Regions from separate parts of the Mus musculus genome. Here region 1 is linked to region 2. Evidence: chromatin contacts called from public Hi-C data. All regions are on one chromosome and are shown on one strand. The core of a region is the stretch at or near the end of the contact, and the rest is flanking DNA. Distances in the headings are between cores, read along the strand shown. Region 1 overlaps Gm46401 (a long non-coding RNA gene). Region 2 has its middle 23 kb from the start of Gm35413.

Evidence for each region. Hi-C and Micro-C count contacts between places; a contact is called where the count stands out from the background.
Region 1: a Hi-C map of bone marrow-derived macrophages shows a contact between it and region 2, with 2.1 times the contacts expected there. The contact joins two enhancer-like sites. A contact is called at or near these places in 3 of 484 Hi-C or Micro-C datasets (B cells, bone marrow-derived macrophages and embryonic stem cells) and 1 of 115 datasets of contacts at active chromatin or transcription factors (CD8 T cells).

The regions. Positions count from the first base shown.
Region 1 is chr13:5,937,242-5,941,562 of GRCm38.p6, reverse strand. The region is part of intron 1 of Gm46401 (a long non-coding RNA gene); the gene reads right to left. Among named protein-coding and RNA genes, the nearest start is that of Gm46401, 24 kb to the right of the region's middle. Within about 2 kb of position 1,987, at least 25 of the 459 cell types and tissues checked have an H3K27ac peak or open chromatin away from gene starts, as enhancers often do. A contact at or near this core is called in bone marrow-derived macrophages, where this site is marked.
Region 2 is chr13:5,777,976-5,782,426 of GRCm38.p6, reverse strand. No RefSeq gene overlaps it. Among named protein-coding and RNA genes, the nearest start is that of Gm35413, 23 kb to the left of the region's middle. Within about 2 kb of position 2,801, at least 87 of the 459 cell types and tissues checked have an H3K27ac peak or open chromatin away from gene starts, as enhancers often do. A contact at or near this core is called in bone marrow-derived macrophages, where this site is marked.

The DNA.
Region 1 (4,321 bases), core at 738-3,237, 160 kb before region 2:
CTTTCTCAGAAGCAGATACCAGCTTTGCATGACACATGTTCTCAAAAATCACAGAGATATGGAACCACAAGATTCATACTCTAAGATTCTTCTGTGCCAAATGCAGGGATAGTGGCTGCCTGGGTGTGTATCTTATGAAAGAGTGTCATGTTTAGAGGTATAGATCCATACCTGAGGTGGAAAATTCTGGTTTGTTAGGAAAGTCAGTTACGTCAGATAATCTTTTGCTGAAGCAGATACAGGTGAAGGTACGTTTTGCTGAAGCAGATAAAACTATAAAGATGTTTTTCTAAAGGAAGCACGTGAAAGAACAGGTGATGAAGGGCTCTGTGCCTTCATAGAGAGAAACACTCTAAAACAATTTCTCGTGGTATTCTGGTGGCCTTTTGTCTCTTCCACAGACTTGAGCAGATTGACGGAGTGATGTCAGCGGATATAGACTCATAACTCACGTACTGAGGCAAGACCCACGGAAGGACACATGATGTTTGGAGGGCGTATAGCTAGAACTCAACAGACTGTGAGAGAAGCTTGCCTAGCTGGCTTTACAATGCTTTTTGGTATCACATCTTGGTTTTCACTGATCTGTGCTTCATTGAGAGAAGTACAGCAGAGATCTTCTGGTGTCCCTGCTGGTCCCTGTCACTCCCACTGACAAATGCTGGTTCCGCAGAGACCTGGCTGTTTCTGTTGAGTCGTGCCTCTGCTGCTGATTGCTGTTTCCTATCTTGACGCTCCTGAACCGGGCTGCTGTTGTATTCGTGAAGTATTTGCGAGTGCATTGAGCTGCCGCTGCTGATTCCTGTGAACTAAACTGCTGATTTCCTGACAACACAGATTGGATTTGCTCCAAAGAATAATTTCTAAATAGGTCCACTTCCCCAATATCTATCTTTCTTTCTTTCTTTCTTTCTTTCTTTCTTTCTTTCTTTCTTTCTTTCTTTCTTTCTTTCTTTCTTTTTTTTTTTTATGTCTTAACTAGCTTAGTGGCTAGAATGGCTGTGCCAGTCTTGAGCCTCCGTGTGCCTAACACACCCCCTCCAATATTCTTGAGTTAATACTTAAATCTTTATTTCATCTCTGCTCCCCCCCAGACCCAGTGGCCACTCCCCCCAACTCTTACATGGCTGGATGATTTTTCTCCTGCAACTCTTAAGTCTGATTTCTCTGCTTCCCCATCATGGTGATTCCACTCCTTCTTCCCTTAGTCCCTTGTCTGGGAAAACTAAAAGTCCTGCCTCTGTCTCCCTGCCCGGCCATTGGCTGTTAGTAACTTTATTAACCAATCAAAACCGAATTGGGAACAGGGACCCTCAGCATCTTAATTACCTTTCTTTCCCACTACTTCTGGTGGGTGGTGGGCTAGCTTAAGGGAGGTTAAAGCATGTAAGTACCATGATTTAAAGTAGTGTTTCAAAAATCAAAGTCAACACTTCTCAGTCAACAACACATCATCAGTTCCACAAGCCTCAATAATCTCGAAAACGGTTGCTGTCAGTTTTCATGCTAATAAAGCCGTGATGTGTTGTTCACAGCAGTAGATTATCGTGTTTACCCACCATGCTAGAGTCTTACCACGCTCATGTAATAGAAATTTACAATATTTGAAAGGAAGGAAATATAAGGTGTAACATAATAGAGATCAATGTACTGAATGGATAGCTTCATTTTAAGATGTAAAATAAACAAAAATAAATATATAGAAGGGTGAACTCTCCTTTTTTGTCATAATATTTAGCACATATATTTTAATCAGATATTGAAACAATGTATGCTGTTTATCAGTACTATCATATATATTATGAACACTATAGTAAATGGGTATTTTAATATTTATATATCCAAATTTAAAAATGACACATGTTCAAAAATCTAAAGAATGCATATTCTTGAGTGACTAAGTAGATGAATACTGGATTCATAAAATGAGTAAAGAGGAAGACATAGTCACAACGTAACCGCCACTAATCTTCCCCTCTTCTGTAGCTCACAGAGAAGCTTCAGACTGGAAAGGGAAGTGAGAGGCTCTATCAGTTGAAGGTTTCCAGGATGCAGCAGTAAGTGACGACAGACTTTAAAAGTTCATCCTGCCTGCTGTTTCTAAAACATATTATTGCTTCACTTCTCTGGCACCCATATAAATAAAAAACAAATCCATTCATCTAATAACAAGAAGACAACTAGGTGTAAATTCTAGAGAATGAAAACTCGGAACAACACCCCTGTAATTTGCTGTTAATTGCAGCATCCAGGTTTTCTCAACGTCTTTTGTTCCATAAAGTTATCTCAGGAGAGACACTATTCCTCACAAAAAGTTGTTTTAAAATTTTCTATAATAATAGAAGACCAAATGTCATCCCTAACTAAGAGCATCTGAAGGTTAAACTCACCACTGAATGGAAAAAAAAATAGGGTGATAAAAAAGGATGGATTTCACCTGGATCGATGACAGACCCTGTCTTCCACAAGGCCTGTGCCTCTAAGTGACAATGTCTACTTTGTTGGGTTTTGCCTGCAACTAGTTGCTACAAAAACAGAACAGAACAAAACAAAACAAAACAACACACCAAGCAAACAAGAACATAAACTCTGTATCCTCCTTTTGCTCCAGTCATACATAGAAGAGTCTGTCTAGGAGGCAGAGATCAAACACGCCCATTCATAGATGTCTAAGGGGAATATGAGAAAACACATGTCCATTACTTCTCATTACAAGAAAAGAACTTCTCATAGTGTACATATTCTGGCAGACATTTTTTTTCATGTATCAATTTAGAATGTTCTTGGGATAGGCATTTTTACTCACCAACAGGTAAGGGGATAATTAAACCTAAACAGAATAAATCTAAACCAAACGTGAGGAAAGGAATTTGAGTGACTTAGACCAGCATTCAGTTTCCTACTTTTAAGAACATGAGGAATGAACTCTGCGTGTCAGAGCTACTCAAGTTTCCCTCCATCTCCACATCTTTATTCGTGTCCACATTTTCTTTTTATTCATCACTCTCCTCCTCCTCCTCCTTCTCTTGCTCCTCTTCCTTCAATTGTCCATGTTCATGTTTGTATACATGCATATGTAGGTATATATGATGCTGGCATCTGTATATTGTGTGGACATGTTTTTGTAAATTTGTGTATGAGTGTCCATATTTGCTTCACGACAGCAAACCTGTATAATTTGTGTGTATGAGTGTGTACTACTTCTCTGTTGCTGTCATTCAGCATCATTACCAAGACAACTTATAGAAGCGATGGTTTATTTGGTCTTGTAGTTGTAGAGAGAGAGAGAGATGGCAGCAGATTGCTGGAGCAGGAAGTTGAGAAATCACATCTTCAGCGGTAATCATGAAGCAGAGTAAACTGGAAGAGGGAATGAGGTTATAATCTTTCAAGGCCCACTCCCCATGTCATACTTCCTCCAGCACGCCTTCACCTCCTAAAGGTTCCTTAACTTCCCCAAACTGCACCACCAACTGGGGACCAAGTGTTCAAATACTCATTCAAACCACCACAGTATGTCTGTATGCATATGCATGTCATTGTATTTTACGTATGTATGTGTATTTATAAATGAGCCTGTATGTGTGTGTGCCTCTGTGTATTGATATATTGGGGTGTGCATGCATTTATGTATGTTTGTATGTGTGAGCATGTGTGAGTGTATGTGTGTTCTATATGTTTGTTTGTATGTATGTACATGTGTGTGTTTGTGCTTGTATATGTGTCACTATGTATGTTTGCGTGTGTGTTCACTTCTTCATAAGTGTATATCTGTGTTGCTAATTCCCTACATCTGGTTAACACTAATTTGAGGCAGACTGGAGCTGCCTGAGGGATACTTCTTGGACAATGTCATCTATGAGTCAAACACAAGCAACTGTTAGTTTCAGTCCTCTTAGAGGAGCAGTGTGTGAAACAAGAAGCATTGTTCTTCCCTCTAGGGACTGACAAACTGGTGAGAAAATTACAAATCTCTTCTTGTTAAGCTGTGCCTGGACAGATTTTGACTCTGTAGAAAGCCAGCTAGCAGACCCTGGACCTGAGCCATTCCACTTCTCCAGAGATAATCTTACAAACCTATATCAAACTCCTTCACACAGCCATCTCTCGGAACAATCTGTCCTGGCTTACAATTCCTCCTTTGCACTCAAATTCACCTCAGAGAAGAATTTAGGGCCAGTTTATGGTGTTCAGAAATGCAAGGGAGACAAAGATAAAGGAAGAAAGATGCCTTTCCACTGCATGGATGCACAGAACCCCAACATATACCTCTGCCCCAAAGCTGAGCCTTGTAGAATATCAACATCATGCCCAGGGACAT
Region 2 (4,451 bases), core at 1,552-4,051:
AGGAAGTAATTAACGTTAAAAGAAGACAAACAGAGATTCATGTCATTAGTAACCGCAAAGAGAGAGTCATCATCCTCTCTCCCTGTCTCTGTGTCTCTCTCTCATCTCCTACCCTGTCATCTGAGGACAGAATAGGAAGGTGGTGGCAACACAGGAGCAGAGAGGACTCTCAGGAGATTAGAGTCAGTTGTTACCTTGATGTTGGCCTTCTAGACTCCTGAACCTTATTAACATGTTCCTGGGGCTGAAGTCATCTATCCTGGGGTATTTAGATACATCAGTTGGAAATAAATAGGATGAAATTCTGGGGCTTGAGGTTCCCCTTCAGCATCTCCTATCCTTCTCTCTCGTCTCTCTCCATGATCATGTTTCATGGCCCCAAAAGACTTTCCTTAAAGATACAAGTTCAATGATAATATAATTAAGAATTTGAAGGTACTGTCTACAGAGAATAGCTAGCCACGCGAACATGGGGTTCCTGTGATCTCACAGGCCAGTTGCACAGGGAGCCCACCTGAATTCAGGTAATCCATGTGTTCTTGCTATGAGCGTGGGGATCTCAGGCTGCTTTGCCCCAGTGATGAGAGAGCTCTTGGCACATGAGAGATATCCAGTAAATCTCACATATTTTTACATATATTGTGACTCTTAATGGGATTTGCATTGTAGAAAGCTAAAGTTCTCTGAGAAGCATGGTCTTAATGGTTATTATATATATTTTTATTTCTCTGTGTGTGTGCACCTGTATGCTTGTGTGTGAGTATGCGTGTGTATGTGTGTGTGCATGTGCGTGCAGGTATACTTAATGTAGAGGTAGGAAGACAGCCTTGAATGTCAGTTCTCATCTTCTCCTCTACTGAGACTCCTTTTTCTTTGTTGCTCTATGTATCAGGCTTTCAAGGAATCTCCCTTCTCTACCTCCAACTTGGCCATAGGAGAACTGTGGTTACAGAAGACATGAGCTACCCACACCTGGCTTTACACGAGTTGAGGTAAGCCGCAGTCAGGCCCTCGCACTTGACGGTGTGGAAATGTGCTATTTATTGAGCCACTCCGTAGCCTCCTATTTTAAATGTAATTTTGGTGTAAAATAAGGTCTCATGTAGTTCAGGCTGGCTTTGAACTCCCCTTTCCAGAAGGAATGACCTTGAACTTCTGACATTTTTGCTTCCCCTGGAGAGGGATGGAATCCTTGGTGTTAAGGAATTTATGTATTGGTGGGATTTGAACTTGGGGCTTTATACATGCTAAACACACACTCTGCCAACTGAGCTATGTTTCTAGTTGATTAATAGTTATTTTAAAATTCAATAGTTATTGACAACTAACCAAAGCACCACAGCACTGTAAACTGGAAGGAAGCACAGTCTAGTAACATATTTGTCATTCCTATCATTTAGTCAGTGGGGCTAACACTGAATGGAGTAGCTCTGATTGATCCAGGGTGGACAGCTGCTCCAGAGCTGGTTCCCAGCTTCCTACCTTTCTAAACCATCATTTGAAAGTTACTTCAACTTTGAAATTGAGTTATAAAAATGAATAGCATAAGGTTGTGTTAGGAAAGCTTTAAAAATGACAAACAAGACAAAAAACCCTTAGATTAAAATAAAAATCTAAAATACACAACAGTGATTAATTTGAGACAATTGCTTGCCTCGATGTTAGAAGCATTCAGGAGCTGACAAAGAGGCATCAGCCCGGCTGTCAGCTCCCAGATGACTATCAGCTCCATCTCTGTGCACCCTTAACAACGGAGCTAAACACACACACACACACACACACACACACACACACACACACACACACACAAGAGGAAGAAGAGAGCATAAGATGCCAAGACTCGATCAGGTGGCCTGGAACTTGTATCTTCAACCGGTTGGCAAGGCTACAATCTAACGCCCTCTCCTTCCTTTCTGTTGCTTCCGTCAAACCACATTGTTGACATTATGCCACCGTCCCTTACCTTTTCAGATGAAACGAGATGACCCTTTGCACATTCATAAGTGCGCAGACCCTATCGTTATTATTGCCAAGGGTTAGGGTAAGAATTATGTTCGAGGGGGGTTTGTGTGTTTCTGTTTTACGTATTATGGTCTTCAGTAACTTTCTTCATTCACTCTACAATGCACAACACCATTTTCCTAGCAATAGCTTGGCCACATCAGAAGTTGAAAGGAAACTAAGAAATACTAATTACCTTTCAGTCAGACATGACATACTCAGGGAATCAAAGGCTCGAATCATTACAAGGCCACCTGCATTCCAAAAATGATTTCATACATTCACAACATAGGAAACCTCACTTAAGTTTTGGAGGTCATTGCCTCAACCACTTGGCCACTTGTCCCACCCAAAATTTATTTTAATAACCCAGTTCACAACTATGTAGTATACATTACACCTAGATTCTCAAAAGCCATTACTTTAGTCTCTCAATTTTTAATCAAATTAAGTGTATACTTTCTACAATATTTCCTACTTTACTAGTAGTGGGAAAGATATTTGGCTGATAAAATGTTATCAGACTAAAGTTGAGTGAAAACATTTCCAGTGAATATTCATATTAATATATCTAGTCTTTGTTTGGATCATCAATAAGAACACAGTAACTGACAGATGACTAAAGAATCAAGCCTTGAAATGTTAGATTAAAAGTCCTATCATGAGGATAAGAATATAGTGAAAAATCATTCTTTTACAAGAAAATATACTTTTCCTTGCTTGACAATCCCACACTCTATCTTTTTCTTAGAATGGAAGGCTAAGTTTACAAGGTTCCCCTTTCTGTAGCACTATTTACAACACTGTCTCTGTTTCCATAGATATGCAGAATGACTGTTTCCATAGCAACCGTCTGGGTTTCCTAAACAAATACTATCATAGCGTTAATCTCGTTTCAGTATTATTGTACTATGTTATTAGATACGAAATTCAAAAAAAAAAAAACTAATTTAAGCAGGGTTTGAAACTAGGTGGGTTGGTTTTTATCACTTGGTGCTTTCAATATTAAATTTCAATCTTATATTAAAATATATATACATATATATACATCCATTTGAAAAATAGCAGGGATTTTGCATAGTAAACATGATACCAATTTTATTCCCTGGTTATAAAACACTGTAATTTAATAAGAGGGTGCTCCAATCTGCGAGCAGTATCGGGGAGAGGATCACCCACCGTCTCCAGATGAAATGACTGCTTCTCAGTGCAGTTTGGAGGATTTCGCCTCCCCAAGTCTCCAAAGTCATTTGTAACAACCCCCGCAATAGCTCCCTTTGCGACTTTTGCATTTTAAGTCATTTCTGCCAGTTTTTGCCTTGTAGTTTGCCACCTCAGAGGCACAGCTGTGGAATAGACCTCAAGAAATCTTTCTGAATTCCTTGTTTGTCAGTTTACAACAAAAGAGGGAAGTTATTCTAGACCGTTTGAGGAGGATTTATCTCTATGAAGTTGCTTATCATTACCTCTGACTTCTGGAGAGAAATCATCTCAGATGCTTTTATAAAACAGACAGAGCTTTGCCCTCCAGTCTCTCTCAATGCCTGTCTGGTATAAGAGCTTTGTTTAATTGAACTGATAATATTTGGCTTTTACAGGTGAGGGTTAGCTCATCCAGAGAACGAAGATTGGCAATGTATGAATGAGAGGAAATGTTAATAGTTTAGTAGTGCTTTTTCTTAGAGGAGGAAGGGGCATATAGCTTTTTTATTTTCTTTCTTCTGAAAATGTTAAGAGCAGAGCTCTCAGCTTTGTGACCCATTTAACTTGTGGTTTCAGAAGTAGCACCAGCCTTCACTTCCCTTTTGAATATGTCTTCCTTTAAGAACGTAGTTAAACTGGCTTCCCTCCTAAGTTTAGTATTGAAAGGGACTGGCATACACACTTAACATATACATTTGCATGAGAAAAATATCTGCTTTAGGGTGAGGATCCAGTGACAGAGTAAATGGTCAAATTCATGACCACTTTGTGCAGAAGTCTGAGTTTGGAGTAGGTAGGAAAGGAGGGGACCTCAACTCTGCCATTTAGTAGATAACTCCTGACTTTGTTGAAAAGTCTCCAAGTTTCACTTTCCTGTTCTATGAAATAAGACAAATGCCAGCCCTTCTCCACATTGCTTGGGAAATTACTGATGTCATTTGACTAATAAACAGCATAACAATAGCTAAATTGAAGCTTTCTGTTACATTATTCTTAGAGAGCGGAGGGAGGGAGGGAATGATGGAAGGATGGGAGGGAGAGAGGGAGGGAGGGAGGGAGAGAGAGAGAGAGAGAGAGAGAGAGAGAGAGAGAGAGAGAGAGAAGGTGCCAGGCTTCCATCCTCACCATATAATCTAACCTGGCAATGATCAACCTTTATTCTGTAGAGTCATTATCCAGCGACCTTGCTGCAAGTTGGCTTTTGGCTCAGCATGTCTGGGTGCAGACCACATTTCTGCATGGCTGGT